Regions from separate parts of the Mus musculus genome. Here all the other regions are linked to region 1. A link is a contact called in public Hi-C, HiChIP or PLAC-seq and promoter capture Hi-C data. All regions are on one chromosome and are shown on one strand. The core of a region is the stretch at or near the end of the contact, and the rest is flanking DNA. Distances in the headings are between cores, read along the strand shown. Region 1 holds the start of Rcan1 (regulator of calcineurin 1). Region 2 holds the start of Mis18a (MIS18 kinetochore protein A). Region 3 holds the start of Urb1 (URB1 ribosome biogenesis 1 homolog (S. cerevisiae)). Region 4 holds the start of Paxbp1 (PAX3 and PAX7 binding protein 1). Region 5 holds the start of Chaf1b (chromatin assembly factor 1, subunit B (p60)). Region 6 holds the start of Morc3 (microrchidia 3). Region 7 holds the start of 2310043M15Rik (RIKEN cDNA 2310043M15 gene).

What was found. Promoter capture Hi-C pulls out the DNA fragments that hold promoters and counts their contacts. Hi-C and Micro-C count contacts between places; a contact is called where the count stands out from the background. HiChIP or PLAC-seq counts read pairs in DNA pulled down with a chosen protein or histone mark. Capture Hi-C pulls out chosen DNA fragments and counts their contacts.
Region 2: a promoter capture Hi-C map of liver shows a contact between it and region 1, with 2.9 times the contacts expected there. The contact joins the promoter of Mis18a here to the promoter of Rcan1 in region 1. A contact is called at or near these places in 1 of 39 promoter capture datasets (pre-B cells) and 1 of 9 other capture datasets (liver).
Region 3: a contact with region 1 is called in a promoter capture Hi-C map of pre-B cells, with 3 times the contacts expected there. The contact joins the promoter of Urb1 here to the promoter of Rcan1 in region 1. A contact is called at or near these places in 2 of 39 promoter capture datasets (erythroid cells and pre-B cells).
Region 4: a Hi-C map of B cells shows a contact between it and region 1, with 5 read pairs. The contact joins the promoter of Paxbp1 here to the promoter of Rcan1 in region 1. A contact is called at or near these places in 1 of 39 promoter capture datasets (pre-B cells) and 1 of 484 Hi-C or Micro-C datasets (B cells).
Region 5: a contact with region 1 is called in a Hi-C map of CD8 T cells, with 6 times the contacts expected there. The contact joins the promoter of Chaf1b here to the promoter of Rcan1 in region 1. A contact is called at or near these places in 2 of 39 promoter capture datasets (embryonic stem cells and liver), 2 of 484 Hi-C or Micro-C datasets (CD4 T cells and CD8 T cells), 1 of 115 datasets of contacts at active chromatin or transcription factors (large pre-B cells) and 2 of 9 other capture datasets (adipose tissue and liver).
Region 6: a contact with region 1 is called in a promoter capture Hi-C map of liver, with 4 times the contacts expected there. The contact joins the promoter of Morc3 here to the promoter of Rcan1 in region 1. A contact is called at or near these places in 4 of 39 promoter capture datasets (embryonic stem cells, hippocampal neurons, liver and 1 more), 2 of 115 datasets of contacts at active chromatin or transcription factors (astrocytes and large pre-B cells) and 2 of 9 other capture datasets (embryonic stem cells and liver).
Region 7: a contact with region 1 is called in an H3K27ac HiChIP or PLAC-seq map of embryonic stem cells, with 6 times the contacts expected there. The contact joins the promoter of 2310043M15Rik here to the promoter of Rcan1 in region 1. A contact is called at or near these places in 5 of 39 promoter capture datasets (the C10 cell line, the SN4741 cell line, embryonic stem cells and 2 more), 5 of 115 datasets of contacts at active chromatin or transcription factors (embryonic stem cells, large pre-B cells and stem cell-derived neural progenitor cells) and 1 of 9 other capture datasets (embryonic stem cells).

Annotation. Positions count from the first base shown.
Region 1 is chr16:92,464,600-92,467,599 of GRCm38.p6, reverse strand. Rcan1 (regulator of calcineurin 1) reads left to right here and starts at 1,431. Exons shown (of 4, transcript NM_001081549.2): 1 at 1,431-1,767. The coding sequence starts at 1,522. Gm46555 (a long non-coding RNA gene) reads right to left here. Exons shown (of 4, transcript XR_003951847.1): 4 at 1,766-3,000.
Region 2 is chr16:90,725,828-90,728,827 of GRCm38.p6, reverse strand. It overlaps Mis18a (MIS18 kinetochore protein A), which reads left to right and starts at 1,457. Exons shown (of 5, transcript NM_025642.1): 1 at 1,457-1,802; 2 at 2,469-2,535. The coding sequence starts at 1,556. Gm17518 (a long non-coding RNA gene) reads right to left here and starts at 1,408. Exons shown (of 2, transcript XR_876238.3): 1 at 1,157-1,408; 2 at 1-508.
Region 3 is chr16:90,808,837-90,811,836 of GRCm38.p6, reverse strand. Urb1 (URB1 ribosome biogenesis 1 homolog (S. cerevisiae)) reads left to right here and starts at 1,424. Exons shown (of 39, transcript NM_029497.1): 1 at 1,424-1,638. The coding sequence starts at 1,497.
Region 4 is chr16:91,042,805-91,045,804 of GRCm38.p6, reverse strand. It overlaps Paxbp1 (PAX3 and PAX7 binding protein 1), which reads left to right and starts at 1,426. Exons shown (of 18, transcript NM_026110.2): 1 at 1,426-1,799. The coding sequence starts at 1,451.
Region 5 is chr16:93,882,414-93,885,413 of GRCm38.p6, reverse strand. Chaf1b (chromatin assembly factor 1, subunit B (p60)) reads right to left here and starts at 1,513. Exons shown (of 14, transcript NM_028083.4): 1 at 1,439-1,513; 2 at 793-948; 3 at 1-55. The coding sequence starts at 918.
Region 6 is chr16:93,830,723-93,833,722 of GRCm38.p6, reverse strand. It overlaps Morc3 (microrchidia 3), which reads right to left and starts at 1,602. Exons shown (of 17, transcript NM_001045529.3): 1 at 1,375-1,602. The coding sequence starts at 1,413. It overlaps Gm30881 (a long non-coding RNA gene), which reads left to right and starts at 631. Exons shown (of 3, transcript XR_876266.3): 1 at 631-872.
Region 7 is chr16:93,793,329-93,796,328 of GRCm38.p6, reverse strand. It overlaps 2310043M15Rik (RIKEN cDNA 2310043M15 gene), which reads left to right and starts at 1,428. Exons shown (of 2, transcript NR_151466.1): 1 at 1,428-1,760; 2 at 2,947-3,000. The region is part of intron 27 of Dop1b (DOP1 leucine zipper like protein B); the gene reads right to left.

The DNA of each region.
Region 1 (3,000 bases), core at 182-2,681:
TAATGAACCGCCCCCCACCAAACCAAGGCCCAATGTCTTCCCTCATCTCCTACTTCGATGGTTCTCAATCTTCCTAATGCTGCGACCCTTTAATACAGCCCCTCATATTGTGGTGACCCCCCCAACCAGAAAATTATTTTGTTGTTCTGCATCATAACTACAGTTTTGCTACTGTTCAATTGTTGTCTAAATGTCTGATATGTGGGAGATCTATACGCAAAACCCGTGACGGTTCTTGGACCTCCAAGGGGGTCAAGAGCCACAGGTTGAGACCCATTGCCCTCCTGCTACAAGGATTTGAATGAGAAATGTCTCCTGGGAAGTCTGCCATTTGAACACTGGTCCCCAGTTGGTAGTACTGTGTGGGGAGGTCTAGGGAGTTTGGCTTTCCTGGAGGAAGTGAGCCACCGGGGGCAGGCTTTGGTAGTAGAAACAGTTCACCTATCTAGTTTGTTTCTAGTTCCATGTCCCTGCTTCATGGTTGTGGCTGAGATTTGATCTCTCAGCATCTTGCCTCCGGCTGCCATACCTATTACTTAGCCACCACAATGGACACTTATCCCTCTGGGACGCTATATGGAACACTAAGAAACTCTTTTATAAATTGTTTGGTCGTGGTATTTTATCACAGTAACAGGAAAGTAATTGATACACATAGCTTTTTTTCTTTTTCTTGAGATACTAAAGCAGAAAGGGAAGTTTTTAGAGGAAAGAGAGGCAGCCAGCAGAATTGGAGAAAAGGCACGAGGGAGGGCGATGGGAGACAAAATACAGTGTTATCTGTGTATACACAAAATACACGATATATGTATGAAAATAATTATTGAAACCCACTCATTTTGTGCTAAAAAATGCTTCTAATTATCCAAAAATTGGACAGTAACATAATGACTAACACGTTGAACTATAAACATAAGGCCATATCACGATGTTACTCAAGTCTTATTTGTGATTCCGCGACAATATGCACTAAGTATCTAAGCACTGCTAACGTCTACGGAACAGAGCCTCTAACTAGATTTAGTTTAAGTCCTTAAAATTGGCTGCGTGTTTCCAAACGTCGCCGCGTGGGAACCGCAGAAGCTCTGCCTCCGGGTTACCGTTCCACAGGCTAACACCCGGCTTGTGTCCTTCAACAGGCACCGCCAGCTGTCAGAAAAGCAGAACTGGCCAGAGGCCTCTGCCCCTAACAAATATGGCCGCCCCAAGGCTTCAGGCTTAGGGCGGCAGAGTGGGTGTCACGTGACAAAAATCCCGTCGTATTATTGGTCTGCTCTATAGGAAGGGCGGGACTTGATGGCCCGAGTGGGCCGACCTTAAAGGGAACGTTCTTGGGCTCCGCGAGAGCTACGATTCGAGGCCGGCGAGCGCAGGCTGGCCGCCCCTCCCGCGCGGGGCGGAGGCGGACAGGGCGGGCACTGGAAGGCGGCGTCCCGGCGCCGCGGTGACCCCCAGAGGGTGAAGCGGGAGCCGGCGGCCGCGGCGCCGAGTGGAGCGGAGCTAAGGGAGCGCGCGCCGGGCATGGAGGACGGCGTGGCCGGGCCGCGGCTCGGAGAGGTGGCGGAGGCGGTCGAGGCACGGGCGCCCCGTAGGGTGACTCTGCGGCCCTTCGCGCCCTTCTCTGCGGCTGCCGAGGGGGACGGGGGCGGCGGCGGCGACTGGAGCTTCATCGACTGCGAGATGGAGGAGGTGGATCTGCAGGACCTGCCGAGCGCCACCATCGCCTGCCACCTGGACCCGCGCGTGTTCGTGGACGGCCTGTGCCGGGTGAGGACCGGGCCTCCGTCGGGGCGGAGGGCGGACACTTGTTGCGGGGCGCGGCCGGGGCGGGGACGGGCCGAAGCCCTGCTCCAGGGGTCTCAGACACTGGAGACGAGCTTTCTTTTGCACAGCCTACATAGTCCAGGTCGTGTTCTACGGGATCATTGAAGATCAGAAATCAATTCCTCCTCCCAAGTACCATGATTGGTTACTCAGACCTGCCCCATCTCCTTCCCAGGGTGTCAAATTTGTGTGGATTTGGGCGAGGAAGGAACAATTCCTAATGTACTCAGTGACCCTGATGGTGGCATGTCGCTCCTTTAAGGGTGAACTAAATATCCTAAAGGCTTAGGAAAGACTTTCCCCCCAACCGCATTCAACCAAAACTGGCCAATCAACCGCAAGATAATGAGCAGCCAGGATCCTCACCCAAACACTGGCTTTTCTTCCAATAGTGCAGATTGAGAACGCAGAGCGTAGTCTATTTATGAACGGTGAGTCACGTCTGTTTTCTCCGTCCTCCCAATGAATGAGCTGCACCCTTCCTTTGACAGTAAATGCAGGGCAGGGGCTAAACCCCAACGGACCATGAACAGTTCCCTTGGCCACTTCAGGTGATAATTCATCGAGCACTTGCCCTAAAGGCAAAAATGCAATTTGATTCTCTGCTGTATCTTCCGATCCCAGAACAGCCTCACAACAGAATCTTAATAAATGTGGAAATGAGTGACTGGCCAAGTGGGCAGAGCCTTAGACAATGCTGTTCCAGGATACTAGGCACCCAGACAAATGCAGTCTCACTCTGAACTGATCTTGCTTCAGACAGAAAAAGAGAGCCTGAGATCCCTAAAAGAGGTTTGAAGTGCTGGCGAGAGCTCAACCGGCAGAGAGCGATGAGAAAAGCCCCGAGCTGTGACAATTGTTGCTCTCTCTACACAGGATGTCCTGAAGCGTGTGCATAGCCATTGTAAATCCTCTCTGAAAGTAAATGGCCGTATAAATTATAAATAACCAAGACACAGTGGTGTCTCTCTTGGCAGCGACCTTCAGCTCCACTTCATTGACATGTGGACTCAGTGCCAAGGGCTGAAAGCTTTGCTGACATGTTTGATTGAGGGAAACAGAAAAGGTAAATATCAGCGGTAGCAGAAGGCGACGACGGTGCTCTAGGGAGAAGGAGGAGGGCTCAGGGAGTAGAGGTCTGAGAAGGAAGGCGTTGGCTGCTGTGCGTCCAATGAG
Region 2 (3,000 bases), core at 208-2,707, 1.7 Mb after region 1:
TGGCTAGCTGGAGGATCAGAGCATCAGTGATGTGGAGAGGTTGGAAGTTCAAAGCCCAGTAATTTGGGGTTACCTTGAGTCCCCTCCGTGGTCATTTACTCCCCTCCCTTGTATGTGGCCATATCCTTCTGACTATTAGTTAAATACTTTAATGTGTACAAACAGATTCCCCAGCTTATAACCAAAATGCTAAGAGTATGGCCAGGTAGCATCAGGGTCTACAGCAGGGTCCCACTGCTTTGCTGTAATCTGCCTATTGGTGTACCTTCCAGTGTATTTGCAAAGTCTGTTGGTTTATGGTATTCTTTGCTCCGTTCCGTCTTGGCACACCTCAAGCAGGACCACAGGATTCCTGGCGGTTAAAGGTCGATACGCCTCAGGGACTTGTTGAAATAGGTTCCAAAAGGAGTCATTTCTTTGCCTCTGGGCTGGGCTGTTATCCTAGCATGTGGGAGGCTGAAGCAGGAGGATCACTGTGGGTGAGCTACATAATGAATTCCTGGGCAGCCTGGACAAAAAAAAAAAAAAAAAGATTCAAAAAACAGAAAGTCAAAATCATATTCAGAGAAGGCAAAATAGCCTTTCTAGTTTCCAGCCTGGTACCACCTCGGTCAGGTCAACGACTTAGGATTTGAAACTTTTTGCTAGTGGCCAGAGATACGAAAATAGGTGGTAAGTGTGATGTAGTTTAGTGAAGCGAACTGGGTAGTGTGACTGGGGGGGGGGGGGGGGGGGAGGGGGATATGGTGGTCTTTGCGTGTTGTTTCTTACTGATGCATCCAGGCTGTTCGTGGTGGCGCGCCTTCCCTCTAGCCTGTGGTCTTTGAAATCAAAAGCTGACTTTCTTTAGACTGACCGTCCTTCCCGCCCTGGAGTAGGGTGAACCATACTCTGACCCAGACACACGCCCACTCTGTAGCCACAGCGATGCTGTCCCCTCCAGCTTCTCATATTTTTTCCTTGCAGTGCTAGTCTCAGTAACGCTGGGTCCTTGAGGCAGGGGGCGTCTTTGGCTCGCCACAGACCCCTGTTTTTTTCTAGATGTAGGAAAGCGGGTCTCCGGGAGCAGACGGGCTAGAATCAGAGATGTGACTTGCAGTACACCGCTTGGAATTCCTGGGTCCACTTTCGGCTCCGTGAAGATGGGTCTGCTTACCCAGCACGGGCATGCCCGCTAACAGTGTGGAGGAACTAGGTGAGCTGCTACTCATTTAATTCGAAGCCTTCAACTTTCTCAGCAGCGGCGGAAGGAGCTGAAATGCCCGCAGATAGCACCCCAGCACCCCAGTTCACCAGCTTTCGCTCAGGAAGACCGCAGGACGCAAGCGCAGTGAGCGCGGCTCGCGCGCCGGTCAGATGGCGAGCATGCGCCTTCGATGCAGTCGGGCCCTTCTTCAGGTCCCACCCCTTCGGGCGGTGCCCCGCCTCTTGCACCTTGCGCATGCGCAGAGGTATTATTCCCGTGAGGTTCCGGGGCGCGGCAAATTCGTATGTCATGGCTGCTTCCTGGTCTCTGGGATGTTCCTTGACCGCTTGTGGTTAAAACCGCCTGGCTATGTCGAGCGAGTCCCCCCTGCTGGAGAAGCGTCTGTCGGAAGACTCGAGCCGCTACCTGCGGCTGCAGAAGTGGGCAAACATGTCGAGCGCAGACGCGTTAGGGCTAGAGAAGGAACGGCCTGAGGAGAAGGCGGCCGCGGCGGAGAACCCGCTGGTGTTCCTTTGTGCCCGCTGTCGCCGGCCACTGGGCGACTCGCTCACCTGGGTGGCCAGCCAGGAGGACACCAACTGCATCCTGTTGCGCAGTCAGTTCGGGCCGCCCTCCTGCGTCGGGGTTTCCTGGGGCTGCGGGGGCTGGGGTGGGGACGAGAGCTGTCCCAGCAAACCGCAGGAGAGGCGTCCCTGTGGGTGGCTCACGAGTGACAAGTTTTTTCCTGGGTCTTCCATGCCCCCCAAGGGCAGCGGTTGAGCGTCATCCTGACGTTTTAGGAAGGTGCTTCCTTCAGGGGAGTGTTTTCACATCTGACGGACTCTGTCAGCTGCTTTGGGGACTTAGCTTAGTGTCCTTGGGCAGTCTGTTCAACTGCTTGTGCCTCAAGTTTCTCGTCTCCAAAACGAGGGATAATGATGGGATAACGGGGACGATTAAATAAGTGTATGGTATATGGCCACAGAGTAGGCGATGTCTTTACTGGGTGAGTCCCAATGCTCTTCGCTGGGTCATTTTGTTTATCTCTTAACCCCACTGGTTTTCAGAAAAGGATGTGAAGTAATCCTTGTTCCACCTCTTCTCCCAGAAGGCCCCCATCCCTTTAGTGCTGAACCACGGGAGTACCCCACTTCCCACCAGTCTTTGGGCTCTTTTTTTCCCCTAGTCCTCTAAAATACAAGTTAAAGTTGAGTTAAAAGTTCCTGTCTGCAGGTGTGTAACAACAAACCACACTAACAAAGTGTTGCGACTCTCTTTCCAGGCGTCTCCTGTAACGTCTCTGTGGATAAGGAACCGAAACTGTCCAAGTGCAGAGATGAAGACGGTTGGTAAGTAAGATATTTATGTGAATATGTGAGAGAAAATTTTATTTTATTTATTTATTTTTGGTTTTTCGAGACAGGGTTTCTCTGTATAGCCCTGCCTGTCCTGGAACTCACTTTGTAGACCAGGCTGGCCTCGAACTCAGAAATCAGCCTGCCTCTGCCTCCCGAGTGCTGGGATTAAAGGCGTGCGCCACCACGCCCGGCTGAAAACTTTAATTTTAAGGAAAAATCTTCTACCGACCGTTCTGTGAGATTGCTTGAGATATAACTTTTCATGGTAATTGAATGCATTGAAAAGAAGAAAGGATCCATTATTTGATGGTGATAGCCCCTTAAGATCGGAAAGTGGGAGTTTCTAAGATTCTGAAAGTGTATTTAACACTGATTTTTAGGGCTCTGAGTTTGGTGCCAAAGAAAATGGAAAGTAAAGCAGAAAATATCTATCTTAAAATCTCCAAGTTGAAAGTG
Region 3 (3,000 bases), core at 175-2,674, 1.7 Mb after region 1:
ATGATAATTTCCCCCAACATCACATAAGCTAAACTCAAGGCTTTAGACTGTTTCTTCCTTCTTCTTGCTGCCTTTTGTTTGGGTCCTGGTGAGTGTCAACATGGGCAATTGGTCACAAGTCGGTCTTCAGCCTCTTCTCTCAAAATTATTCATGGTTTTAGTCATCTTCATTTTTCTGACAGGCCCGGGACCTAGGGATTCCCACAGATGCAGTTGTTTCTGTAGGCTACAGGCTCAAAGTCAAAGGCAAGTGTTGTTGTTGTTGTTTGTTTGTTTGTTTTTCTCTTAGGGACTCTAAAATCATAGGAGTGACAGGGACCACATTCTTAGATGCTTAAAAGATACTTGCTTCCAAAAGTGTGCCTTATTAGACTAGAAGAATATGACAGAGAATTTCAGAAACCATCGATTTCCCAACTAACAGGCTAGTTTGGAATTTTAAATACATACCAAGATATTGATAAGATCTGTTTTTTTTAATTATGCAACTGACTGTTTTTACTTTCCCACATTTTTGCCAGAGCATTGAATGCAGCCTGTAAATCAACAGCTTACAACAAATAAAAACTGTATCGTACTCTCTGTCCCCTTAAAGCAGTTCTTTAAACATTACATTACTTGCCGTTCTCCAGCCCAGGACTGGGGAGAGCCGGCTTTGTTGTCTCCTTTTTAACGAGGGTGCTGAGATGCGGGCACTGTCCAAGGAGGTTTTCTTAAATGCTTGCTTTCTTTGATCGCCCCTGGCCTTCAGCACCACAGAAGGAGTGCATCAAGGTTTGGGGGAAGCAAGCGTGGATGGAGGTTACTTGAAATGACATCTAACCAGCCTAGGCCTTCTGGCTAGGGTTGTGACAAAAACTGGGGATTCAGGGTTACGGACACTCTGGACCACATTCCCAAGCTAGGGCTTTTCAGAGGTAAGTCCACCTGATGTCAAGCCCTCGGGAATTCACCCGGCTTACACTTACACGCAGGGGGCTTGAACTGAGGAAGTATCAATCTCATGAAGTTGTTCAAAGGATATCATTAAAATGCTCAGAGATTTTTAAATATCTGAGCTCTTTGTGCTGCTCTTTGTGGGTCTGGGAGTTCTTCCTGCTCAGGGAGTTGCGGGAGCAGGGGAAGCATTTTGATCCATCTGCCCCAGATTGTTGCAGCTAAGGGCGGGTATGTGATTTTTCTTTGCAGGCAGAGCACAGCCAGAGAACCCTTGGGGAAATCCCAGGCCCTACAGGCCCCACCCAAGCACCAAGCCACGCCCACACCACCCAGAGACACGCCCCAGAAGGCCCCGCCCCCAGGTGTTCTACCTTCTCCACGCCCCCTTCAGCAGGCCCCGCCCCTTCCGCCCTTTCTCACCCGAAGACCGGCTCTTTTACCGGCTTCCCCTCATAGGCTCCGCCTTTCCTTCCAGTCCCGCCCCTTCCTTGCCGCCGGTGCTTCCGGTCGCGTGGGTTTTCCGAGGGTGCCGTTTTGCTGGCCCGGTGGTTTGGGCCATGGGGGTCCCCAAGAGGAAGGCGTCAGAGGGTCCCAGCAGCGCGGCGTCCCCCGCTGGCACAGTCAAGCGAACGCGAGCGGAGGAGTTCACGGGCGTGCGGTTCAAGACCCTGCTGAAGGATGCGCAGGGCCCAGGACCGGGTGAGTGGGAGCGGACTCCTCAGCTTCGGGGCAGTAGCCGGCACAGCGGCGCCTCGGAGCCCGGCTCGGAGTTAGTCAAGAATAGTTCAGTGAGATAGCTTGCTTGGGCTGTCAGTAGCCGTTCCCATAGTAACCAACTGTCAACCCTGATAATGGCGGGATGTCACGTGTAACAAGTTCCATAAGGACCTACAACTAAATCGAGTGACTAGGATTGTCCGGACCGGTAACCGAGAGGGGCCAGATTCTGTAATTTAATTTCACTCGCTGCAGAGTGTGACACCACTTCACAACGACTTCTAATCGTGCAAGGAGTACATTGGTTGTGAGGAGAACCACAGTTGAACATGTTACCATGTTCAGACGTCAACGCGGTGGTAAAAACAAGACAGCGAAATATTTCTCTTAGGTTAACAAAACTACAAAGTTAATAAACTATCGCAGGGCTTGATGGTTCGTGCCTTTAATTCAGCACTTTAGAGGGAGGAAGAGGCAAGAGGATTTCTGTCAGTTGAAGGCCAGCCTTATCTTCTTAGAAAGTGCCAGACCAAGTACACCTTGACTTCCAACATTAGAAATATTTGAAGATTAAGGATAGAATTGGTGCCATCCTGACAGTGTCATGTTGGCAGAGCACTCCTGACTGCTGCTGCTGCTGCCAGTCCAAAGAAGAGTAAGCTGTCCGTCTCCCTGAACTGCCCTGGGCTAACTCAAGCCAGGGGACTCGGTAAACACTATATAGTGAGACCCTGACTCAAAAAGTATTCTCAGCTAATGTTTTTCTTACAATTTTTATTTTTAAACGTTTGGTGCCTCGCCTTGGTCGTTTGCTTAGAAGATGACACCTTTGCTAGCACAGAATTTAGCGCCCCACACACTTATTCGATATTTAATTGCAGTTGCTGTTTGTTAGGTAGAGATGTAATGGGCGAATAAAACCCTGGCACAGGTCTTGCCATTGCAAATCTGATAGTTTGGGAAAGCAGGTGACCAGCAAAGTCACATAGTCACGGGTCTTCCAGAAGGAGCCAGCTATCCATTGTGCCTAATGGGCCTGGGACCTTGATCTGTGAAATCAAAGAAGGCTTCCCCAAGGAAGCAGGTTTTTCATGAGTTGTAGAATTGTATAGGGAAAGGAGCCTTCCTGGCAGAAGAAAAGCGCCAGCTCGGTTCCTGAAAGGCTTCTGTCTACATTTCAGGGGACAGCTAGGTTGGCAGGTACATGACTAATGAAGTGATTGAAAGACGTTGCGAAGCTGAAGTCAGTGGGTGAATGTGGGAGTTTGGAGATTTTTATTTGACTATAATGTCAGGATTTTTCTCTCCCTTTCCCTCCTTGGTACACATTGAGTTCCTGTCATG
Region 4 (3,000 bases), core at 177-2,676, 1.4 Mb after region 1:
AACACCATGCTTTTAGCCTGCATTCAGGACACGTCCTGCTGGGCACTACAGGCATGCTGAGACCAGAAGGGGGCGCCAGATTCCCAGGAACTGGAGTTTTGAGGAGCCCTGAGGGTGTGGGTACTGGGACTGCAGCCAGGGTCCTCTGGTTCGAAACTGCAATATTCACCTCTCCAATCCCGTTCTTTTGGCGGGTTTTGAAACATGTAAATAATTTCACAAACACTTCTACCCACGCATCCTGATATGCTCGAGAGAAAGAAAAGATTCAACTTTGGTTATGAACTGGGTAACCTGTGTGTTAGCTCAACCTCATGCAATCTTTTTGTTTGTTTGTTTGTTTGTTTCTCGAGACAGGGTTTCTCTGTATAGCTCTGGCTATCCTGGAACTCACTTTGTAGACCAGGCTGGCCTCGAACTCCCGAAATCCGCCTGCCTCTGCCTCCCGAGTGCTGGGATTAAAGGTGCGCGCCACCACCGCCCGGCTCATGCAATCTCTTTAAGGCCGCCAAGGTTCAGATTTGCCCTCTGTGATATAGTCTGAAAATAAGACAAATCTTCCTTCCGCTTGTTTCAGAAATTCACTATGCTTCGTAAAATAGTTAAAATAGTTGCTACCTAACTTGGCTTTCTTACCAAGCCACCCGAAAACACCTCGCTCTCCTGGGAATGGCTGCGGCAGCAGGGAGATGTATCATCTCTGGTTCTGTCTTCCCCAGACAGTGAGGGTTTCCCTACATAGCCTTGGCCATTCTGGAGTTCCTTATGTACATCAGGCCGGCACCGAACTCAGAGATCGCCTTGCCTCCACCTCCCCAGTGCTGCTGGGATTTAACGTGTGTGCTCCCACGCCTTTGAGAGTGTTTGCGTTGATAAAGCTGTAGAGATGGCAAGTATTAATGGAGTTTCTGATCTGTAGACGATATCTGCTAGCATCGCCTCGCGTTATTAAGAGGCATATTAACCATGGAGATGCACTTTCCCTTCCCAAGCTCAAGTCAACTGACTCGTCCCTCCGCTTCTCCCCGGCCTCCCGCCTCTGTTTACCCTGCAGGCACTGAGTGGGAGGGAGGCTGCCACACGTAACGGCTCCGTATAAGCGCGGAAGACGCATTGCAGCAACACGCTCCGAGACGACAGACTACACTCGCTCCTCTCATCTCGATGATCCTCTTTGTGACCTTTGGAACAACACTGGAGTCGGAGGGTACCATGCCAACAGTCCCCCGCGCCGCTAGAGGGCAGTGCAAAGAGACTCCGCCCAAGTAGTGGGGCGCGAGGAGAGCCCAGGCGCATGCGCAATCGAGGCGGCGCGATAGCTAGCCAGAGCCGCGACGACCCGGCTGGTGGGGGGGAACTCTTGCGACTGCGCGTGCGTGGCGGTGGTCTCCGCGCTCCCTCGTCCTCTCAGTCAGCGAGCGGCTGTGAGAGCGCGGTGACGGCGGCTGGGATGTTCCGAAAGGCCCGGCGGGTGAACGTGCGCAAGCGGAACGACTCGGAGGAGGAGGAGCGGGAGCGCGATGAGGAGCAGGAGCCGCCACCGTTGCTGCCCCCGCCGGCCTCGGGAGAAGAGCCCGGCCCTGGCGGCGGCGACCGGGCCCCCGCGGGGGAGTCGCTCCTGGGCCCGGGGCCGCTGCCGCCGCCGCCCTCCGCGCACCACCCGGGCCTCGGCGCTGAGGCCGGGGGCGGCATCTCCGGCGGCGCGGAGCCCGGCAATGGGCTGAAGCCGCGCAAGAGGCCTCGCGAGAACAAAGAGGTGCCCAGGGCCAGCCTGCTCAGCTTCCAAGACGAGGAGGAAGGTAAGCCCCGGCCCGGCCCACGCGGACCCCAAGCCCGTGCTCGCCCGGGCGCCGCGCCCCTTTCCCCACCTCCGGCCTCCGGATCTGCCTGGGGTTGTGTTCCCGCGCTGCCACCAGCCAAGTCTACGGCCTGTGCAGTCCCTCCTCCGGCTGTCAGAGCCCTGATCAGCCATCCTGAGTGGAGGAGAAGGCTCGATGCTCCGTGGACCCGTTTCCTACCTTGCGAGTTGCAGGCAGCCTGAGTCTCTTGGTTAACTGCCTGCTCTTAGTCGTCTGCAGGCCTCTGTACCTGCGGCTTGTTGGCGTCTCGGTTTAGGCCTCCTTGATTAAGAAGGCCGGATTGTTAAAGAGGAGGACCGAAACCAGGGCTGGGAACAATTCTGGGGCTGCAGCCCTGGCTCCCGGTGACCTTGATCCAATCGCTCCCTTGCTGTTGTCCAGTCTCGGTTTCTCTGTAGAAGTAAATGGGAGGAGCAGATGTCCGCTGTGGCATTGGCTCTTGAAGCAGAAGAGGGACCAGGCTGCAGGGGATTTCGATTTTACTTGTACCTCAACATCATGTTAGGAAAAATTGGATGATTTTCGAAGGTCTTGCGTCATGCTTTCGTGATTCTAGAAAGATGGGTGAATTATCTTTGACCTCTCTGGAATTTTGTTTGAAGGAGATACAGACCAGGTTTTGCATTGTTTGAAATGTCTTGTTCTTGACTTGGATTTTCAAATTAAAGATGAGGGCTAAGTCACTCGAAACTTAGTTTTGCAAAATGATTTACTCTAGGCATAATTTTGAAATAACTGTTATTGTGACCAGAGTTATTCAGACTTGGCAGAATAACTTTGGGGTGTATTGTTTTAGGTTTCTTGACTTAATGTTTTAAGGAAGCATTCTAAATACTTTTTTATCCTGAGATGGGTGAAATATGCCAAAATTTAACAATTTTGAAGTTCCTTGGGTTACTCACTAAAATTTTCATTTAGTTTCTGGAATTGATACTATTTTTTGTTTGTTTTAATTATGTTTTGTTGAAACAGAGCCTCTATACTATAGCCCTGGCTGATCTGGAACTCACTCTGTAGTCTAGGCTGAACTCAAATTCAGAGAGCTGCCTGCCTTTGGCTGCCCAGCTCTGGGATCCCAGGCATTTGCTGCCAAGCCTGGCAATACCCATTTTTGAGTCTGCAATAGATTGCAATAAACTTC
Region 5 (3,000 bases), core at 264-2,763, 1.4 Mb before region 1:
TGGAGAGAAATTCCACAATGGCTTTCCCATCTGGCCCCCTCTCCAACTTCCAGATCTGTCGACAGCAAAGCATACATTGCAGAAACACACTAGCCACCTCCTAACTCCCTTCCAGGAGACAACAACTTATCTTCTGGCAGAAAATGCAATTTCTTTTTTGAAACTTTGTAAATCAAAGGAAGTATTAGCAGAAATGCACACCATCAGTCCCCTTACCTGCTATTCCCCTCTTCCAGTTCTTTAGAGCAAATGGGCAAAGCACAGAGCACAGGAGCTAGGCTCAGTATTACTATTTTGAGACAAGGTCTCACCTAGCCCAGGCTGGACTCAAACTCACTACTGTTGAGAATCTCAAACTTCAGATCTGTACCGTATGGGTATTGGGGATACATGCCTGGCACCACAGAGCTCTTCCTAGTTTAGTATTCTAAAATACTGAGAACCCACTTGTAACAATGTAGCAAATAGCCGGGCCGTGGTGGCCCACGCCTTTATTCCCAGCACTTGGGAGTCAGAGGGTTCGAGGTCAGCCTGGTCTACAGAGTTCTAGGACAGCCAGGGCTACACAGAGAAACCCTGTCTTGAAACAACAAACAAAACAAACAAAAACAATGTAGCAAATGTTAAGAAAGCTAATCTTCTCAGCATTCCTTGCTTTCCCCAGGCCTCAGAACTTAGTACACTGGACTAGGTGGCAACCCGACTTGAGTTGCTGCCTTCAGTTTTAAACAAAGGAATGAAAACGTGAGCTCCGCGTAGAACCTCCCCGTATCCTCCCGCCTGTCCATTTACCCTGACGGCGGTGTCCACCCCCGCGGATGCCAGCCTGTGGATCTTCCAGGTTGCCCCATGCTGGAAGTCCAGGCTGTACACTGGCTCCTTGTTGTGCCAGGCGATTTCACACGTGATCACTTTCATCCTCCAGAGTTTCCGCCAGGCAAAGGGAGGCTGGAAACGTTAGCAAAGAGTTAAACAGCGACCCTGGAACATGAAGGGCGAGCCGGGGAAAGAGCACAGAAGCCATTAGCGACGCCGACGGCTCAGACACCTGCAATCTTCAGCTAAAATGCTCCCGCAGGTAGAGAGACTTCCACCAGTGTACGGTTCCGGAAGAGAAAGAAACCAAACACCCCAGACGGAGGCGAGGACGGGCAGCACAGAGCATCGTGTTGAGGTGGGGTCCCAGAGACCGGTACCGGAGTACTGGCTATCATCCCGGGGAGCAGCAAGGGAGGGAGTTCACGGGGAGGGGCGCGGGTCCGGGCGGCCCAACCCGGCCTGGCGGAAGGCGCGCGAGTCCCGGTCCCGGTGGGGACTGTGGTCTGGGACGAACTGCCTTCTGCCTGCGCCCGCGCTGAGATCAGAACTCACGGCCCCGGTGAGGAGCTGCAGCCCAACCCAGGTCAGAAGCGCGGAAGCCGGGTATCAGCAAACCTACCTGCAGTAACTCGGTCCACCCGGGGCCGCCACAGCCCGCAGCTTCCCGCGCGCCGCAGGCCACGCCTCCGGTCACGCCTCCTCGGGGCGGAGTTCCGGGGCGTCCCGCCTCCGCGTGGGCGGGGCTGTCACAAGACAAAGTCTCTGAATGGGAGGGTCCAGGGCATCCCTCCTCCCAGTGGCCAGCAATCTCCCGGCACCTTGGCTTCCGGTGGGCGGAGCTCTGGGCTCTTTTCTTTCTCGTGGGCGGGGCTGTCGCGGCTCGTGGCTCCTGTTGGGCGGGACTGGGAATCCCATTCCCGCGCCTCGGAGGAGTCCAGGCTCGTCCAGCTTTGACGTGCTAACCCGAGATGCAAGACGTCCTACCTACCACGCGTCAGTGTCACATGCTCATCGGACAGATCTTCCCGCCTGGAATTTACGGTCTAGAAAGAAAAGCGGGACTAGAGACGCAGGCAGCTGATTGCACGCTTAGCCAACAGCAGCGGTTCTGTCACCAGCCCCTGCCGGTGATCTCAGCACTCCAGAGGACCCTAAGAGGAAGGTTATCCTCAGCTACAGAGAGTTCCAGGCCAGCCTGAACTAAAGACTAAACAAAAAATATATAACATTTCTTATAGGGCAGATGGGAAACTTTGGGACTCATCTAATATAACCAAATAAGAGTGTCCCAGGCAGTGGATATTTGAGAGCTGTCCTGCCCCACCAAATATCTCAAAATGGCTCTGGAGTTTCAAAATGTCAATAAAACAGCAATGCCTTCGCCCTCTCTTAGCGATGTGACAGACGCCTAGAATGGTTGTTATGATGGTAATCCCAACACTCTGAAGGTGGAAATGGGAAGATGATCAGGAGTTCAAGGTCAACCTTAACTACACAGCAAGATTGAGGCCAGCCTCATGAATGTGTAGGAACTTCCATTCCAATTATGTAATGGTTAATTTATCCACCATGACCTTCTCAATAATGTCACATATTTTTTAAAGATTCTTGTCTCCTATGGTTTTGACTTCTTACAGGCCAGCATATGAAAGTTAAGGTTTTTTTTGTTTTTGTTTTTGTTTTTGTTTTTTTTTTTTTCCAAGACAGGGTTTCTCTGTACAGCCCTGGCTGTCCTGAAACTCATTCTGTAGACCAGGCTGGCCTCGAACTCAGAAATTCACCTGTCTCTGCCTCTCAAGTGTTGAGATTAAAGCCATACACCACCACTGCCCGGCGAAAGTTGGGTTTTTATAAAGAAATGATCTCAAGAGCTGGAGAGGACTCAGCATGTAAGAGCACTGGCTGCTTTGGTCAAGGCCCTGGGTTCAGTTTCCAGAACCCACATGGTGGATCATGACACAGTTCCAGTTAACCCAACACCCTTTTCTGACCTCCAAAAGCACCAGGCACACATATGGTGCACATGCATACATACTGTGATGGCTTGTATATGGTTTGCCCAAGGAGTGGCACTATTAGAAGGTGTGGCTTTGTTGGAGTAGGTGTGTCACTGTGGGTATGGGCTATAAGACCCTCATCCTAGCTGCCCGGAAGCCAGTCTTCTCCTAGCAGCCTTCAGAT
Region 6 (3,000 bases), core at 353-2,852, 1.4 Mb before region 1:
TAAATCCTGTTCCAGGACCTTAGTCACTCATAATTGACACAGGATAATTTCTATCACTATCCTGGGAATAAGAACTCTTTTGGCGCCGGGCAGTGGTGGCACATGCCTTTAATCACAGCACTCGGGAAGCAGAGGCAGGCGAATTTCTGAGCTCGAGGCCAGCCTGGTCTACAGAGTGAGTTCCAGGACAGCCAGGGCTACACAGAGAAACCCTGTCAACAAACAAAAGAGCAAACAAACAAACAAAAGAGCACAAATTGCTCTTACAGAGGACCAGGATTCAGTTACCAGCACCCCATGGGCCAACTCATAACTAGCAGTGAGGGTTCAGAAGTCCTCATCTTCAGGTGCATAAGACACACACACACATAAACTGTGTGGGGGGAAACCGTACTAACAGGCAATTTAAAACAAAACATAACAAAAAATGTGAAGAATACTCAACCTCACAAAAAAAAAAAAAGGCAGACGCGATAAAACTAGGTAACACTTCATGCACACTTGGGGCTATCACATCCCAAATGACGGAAGTAGCCTAATGAATGGACGGAGACCTGCATTCTTGAAGAGCACCTACGGGAGGTGCTTTAACCTCCGGAAATCCTTACCGCTCGCCAACGAAATTACATAACACAGTAGTACCGCTTTTTTTGCCTTTGAGACAGGACTTCCCCTTGTCTCCCTAAATTGTCCTAGAATTTGCCTGCTTCGGTCACCCGAGCGCTGGGGATGCCAGGCATGGGCCACCGCAGCCATCCTTCAAACATCAAGGAAGTAACTTTCCCCGCTTAAGACCTCAGGGCCGGCAGAGAATAAAACTTTGCAGGAATCATCAGGTGAAGCCACGCCCACAATGTTTTGGACCCGAAAGTGTAAGTCCTTTTCTGCGACCACTCCCAGCCACCTCCAAAGGGTTTGCCACCAATGGGCTCGGCCCGAAAAGGCAGGGGCATGCCAAGCAAGCGGAGGAGATGAGTCCTAGCCTCCGCTCCTCCGAGCCGGGACCGACAGGGACGGACGCGTGCAGGAACCGCGCTGCACCGCAGCCCACGCCGCCCCGACGAGGCCCGGCGGCTGCTCCCGGGGCGGGCGGGTCGCGGAGGGCGCGGCTCCCACAACAGCTGTCGGGCGCCGCAGAGCCGGAGGGAGGGAGGGAGGCCGCCTCGGCTTGCCCCGAGATGCCGCGAGCGCACCGGCCGCGCGTTACAGCCGCTCCTCCGAGCGAGGAGACATGGCGGCGGACCCTTGGCCCCGCCGCGACCTCCCGGCCGCCGCGCCAGCCCTTGAGTCGCCGCCGCCCACTGCCACCTCCTGGCTGGCCCGCCTGCCCGCCCTCCTGGGACCCGGCCCGCTCCTCCCCTCGCGGCTGCTCACCGCGCTGAGGCGGATCCCGGTGGGTGGCTGCGCCGCCATCTTGAGTGAGCTACAAAGCCAGGACCGGCCTCGGCCGCAGCCCGACTGGGAGGCTACGAGTCCGCCGCGGGCTTCAACGCCCCGCCCACTTCCGGGGCGGAACCGACAACACCAGGCCACACCCACTCATTTCCGCCTCGGGCAAAGGCGAATTAGGATTCTCAGCAGAGGCTTGCCCGAGCGGGCCTGACCTGCTGCGCGCGCAGGACCCAGGCGTTGGGCGCATGCGTAGGTGAGCGGGCGGGCGCGAGCTCCTCGCCTCGCGTAGCTGGACCTTGAGATTGAAGATTGGCGCGAAGAATGATGTGTAGAAGCTAGGCAAACTCTGATGAAAATCGCACTGCAAAAGTGTAATCCATGGCCGCTGGTAATGATGTTACTGGAATCTTACAGGACAAAATGAAGAAAATAATTACTTTTTGGGTTTGCCTGAAAATCATCAGCTTTTATCCTGGTAGTGGTAGCGCACGGACACGTTAATTCAGTGTGTGTGGAGCCCGGTACTGCAGCGAGTAGCATGTAGAAATTAGTCAAGAAAGGGATGCTAAATAGTACAAGTAAAGAGAAGGTTAAAAGATTTGCAAGAGTATTTACTGCAGTCTTAACGATAGTCATATTTTTATTTATAAAAGTTCAGACGGGCAGTGGTGGCGCACGCCTTTAATTCCAGCACTTGGAAAGCAGAGGCAGGCAGATTTCTGAGTTCAAGGCCAACCTGGTCTACAAAGTGAGTTCCAGGACAGCCAGGGCTACACAGAGAAACCCTGTCTCGAAAAAAAAAAAAAAAAAAAAACAACAAAAACAAAAAAAAACTAAACAAAACGAAAAAAAGTTCAGTTCATCTTCTGCTGATAAACAATTTAGTATCCTTTATTATAGACCGCTGTCTATTAAACACTACAGTATGGGATGGATCCTCTCCTTTTCCTACACGTCAACTGTGTTTTCTCTTCATATTTTAACTGTAGGCTTGTAAAAACTTAAATACTTTTAAATTAATAAGGGGATGTAAAATTAAAACCTGTGGTATTCACTGTTTTTAAGAGTGAATAAGAGGCACAAGATAAGCAAAACTGGTGTCTAGTCTTGCAGAACAGGTGGCTGTCAAGACAGTTGAACCATGATGGCCGGTCAGTGAGCCGTGCAGTCAACCTAGAGAGTGTCAGCAGCCCAGGCTGCGCAAATTCTCCACTGAACTGCAAATAGCTTAGTCTAGAAACTCCCCTGTGGATTTGACCAGAGGTTTGTTCCCATGGGGATTCTAAATCTTGTCAAGTTGACAGGATTAACAAGCAGGTCAGCCTTGTTTTCCTGTTTCATCCGAGTCTGGTTGTCTTTGCGGGGAAAACAGTGCCTAGGGTGGGACAAATACTTGTTCATCAGGGAAGAGGATTCCCCACGGGATGCAGCTGAGGAAAGCCTGTCTCGCCACATTTTCTTGAGATCCACATAATCGCTTTGTTTTTCTTTTTGAAAGAGAGCCTCCTGTAACCCAGGCTGGTCTGCTTTGTACTTGAGGTTGACAAACTCCTGACCCTCTTGCCTCTATCTCCTAAATCCTGGGATTATAGATGTGAATCACTACCA
Region 7 (3,000 bases), core at 179-2,678, 1.3 Mb before region 1:
CTCACAACCAGCCGTGACTACAGTTCTAGGAGATCCAATACCACCTCTGGCTTCTATGGGCACTTGACATACACGTGGTACATAGACACATACAGACAAAACACCCACAACACAAAACAAACCAACCAACCAACCACAAAAGACTCTGGATTTCTAATACAGGCGTCTCAGCCTAAGCCTCCTCGGCTGAATGGCACCGGAGTCCAAACACAAGGTTGCCCTTAAGAACCTGCACATGCACAACACACGCACATCAATGGAGGGAAATGCCCACTCTTTCTCCAGCCATCACGGCCATTTATTACTGCTGAGTGCTGCTATGACGTTTGCTAACCCAGGCTTCCTGAGAAGCTCGAAAACTACGGCCAGCTTCCCGAGTCTATGCCTGCCAGGAACTGAAAGGAGCCAGGTGCTGCCTTACCACAGGACTGTCCTCAGGTTGGGTTTAATTACTGAGCAACAGACAGACAACAACACTTAGCGCAACAGTCGCCACATCTGCAGTGGGCACCCAGTTTAATCAGCACCCAAAGAGCGAGCCACAGCAAAGCAGCTGGAGTGCACGGGTGTCGTGGTGGCGGGGTGTTCCCCACCACCACCACCACCATCAGGGAGAGCATAATTATTGGCTTAAAGTAGCAAATGAAGGGTCTGGGAGAGAAAGTGCTTGTTGTGCAATTGTGAGGTCCAAGCTTGACCCAAGCATCATAAAAAAAGATGGGCTGGGAGGCCGGGTCACGTGACCCTCAGGGCTGGGGAGAGAGAGGTAGATGTGGGTCATGTGACCCTCAGTGCTGGGGGGGGAGAGGTAGGTGTGGGTCATGTGACCCTCAGTGCTGGGGGGGGAGAGGTAGGTGTGGGTCATGTGACCCTCAGTGCTGGGGGGGGGAGAGAGGAGTAGGTGTGGGTCATGTGACCCTCAGTGCTGGGGGGGGGGAGAGGTAGGTGTGGGTCATGTGACCCTCAGTGCTGGGGGGAGAGGTAAGTGTGGGTCACATGACCCTCAGTGCTGGGGGGGGAGAGGTAGGTGTGGGTCATGTGACTCTCAGTGCTGGGGGGGGAGAGGAGTAGGTGTGGGTCATGTGACCCTCAGTTCTGGGGAGAGAGATAGAGCATCTCAGAAGCTCAGTGGCCAGCCAACCAGGCCAATCAGCAAGCTCAGGTCCCAGGGAGAATACTAGTCTCCAAAACAAAGCAGGCATCGACTTCTGAAGAACCACGTGAGGCTGCCCCTGGGCACCGCCCAGCTCCCTGTCCCTCCTCATTCCGGGAAGAGAATTCCTGTTTGGGTGGCAGGGCATGCTATATGGCTCCACTCCTTTGAAACAAAAGTGTGTGCATGCCTGGCTGACTGCTGGGAATTCTTCCCACACCCCAACACACCCCTACACCACTCTGCCCTGCCATCTAGGTTCATTCTGGAGATTGCCAGAATGAATCAGTCTGTCTAGCTGGGTCCCTAGGACCACACGGGTTGGGACTCAGATCAGTGTCTTGCTTAGCCATCCTCAGGGAAGCTGCTTCTTGCGGTAGAAGGGAACTACTCAGGGGACCCACAGCTGAGCAGTGACTCTGGAACACTCCATCCTAAATGGTGGCGTCTTCATCGACATCTTCAGAGACAACAGGAACCACGCACATCAGAGACGGGCAGCACAGGCCCAAGCAAGATGGGGTCTCAGCACCGAGGAGGAACTGAACACAGCCTCCCTGCCCACCCAAACACAGGCTTTCCAGCTGATCCACACTCCCATGTGAAGGTTTGTTTTCTCCAGTGGAGTCTCCCCAGGCCCCGCAGCATGTGGTCAATACAAAATGTACTCGGTAGTATTTTTGTAGGTCTCTGTCTTGGTGGAGGCTTTCTTTGGGCATTTTTGTTTGTCTTACTATCCTTTTCTTGTATATTATGTTTTCTGGCAATTTTGTGGTTTTCTGGTCTTTGTGTATGTGTGTGTGCTTGTGTGTTTCTTGTGCTTTTTCTTTTTGTCATTCTGTTTTCTTGTTTGCTTGCCTGATGGTTTTAAAGAAAAGGGGAAGGGGAAAAGAAATAGATCTTGGAGTTGGGTGAGGTGGAAGGTGGGAGGGGGACCATGAAGAATAAACCTCAGGAACAGGTGCAGTCAGTCAGTTACAAGCATGGGAGGTGGGGTGGGCAGTCGCCTGGGCCCAGGAACAGGCTAAAAGGCAGTGTGCTTGTCCACGGGCTGAGAAGTGTGTGTCCACTTTCCAGTGCCTCCTGATGCTCTTCCGAGGATAACTGAGACTGAAAAACGGCGATGTGCTGATGGGTAATCACAGACAGGCGCACACTAACACCACTCCCTTCCCCACAGGGACTCAGCCTTCTTCCCTTTTTTTTCTTTTTGGTTTTTCGAGGCAGGGTTTCTCTGTGTAACCCTGGCTGTCCTGGAACTCACCCTGTAGACCAGGCTGGCCTCGAACTCAGAAATCTGCCTGCCTCTACCTCCCGAGTGCTGGGCTTAAAGGTGTGCGCCACCACTGCCTAGCAGCCTTCTTCCCTTTGTGTGAGCTAGGACAACTGAATGAATACTGAACATGGTCAAAAGAATGGCGTGAACAAAGCTTTGGGGATGGGGAGGCTCCAGGAGAAAAGGCAGAGGGCCCTTTCCCTCAAGGGGCACTTTGTTCCCTGGATTGTTCTTGGAGGGGATTCTGTGCCTCCCGTGACAAACATTTACATCCCATTTATAGGACGTGTTTATTGATGTTGGATATCCTATCGTGGCTATGGAACCCAGCCTGGTCAGTGTGCCCTAAATCAGGTTATCACCTTCTGCTCTGCTCTCCTGCTTACCCAGGTATAATCTATCTATAGCACGTGCCAGGCAACTGTGTCAACTGGCATGTTTTGAGAAAGTTCTGGGAAAGGGCTGCTCTGTTAATGTTTAGTATGTGCTTACTGGTGGTTTTTTTTTTTTTAAACAGGATTTTCTGAACTCCAACAACCTCCCTTGGGTCACTGTTTTCTCTGTTACACTT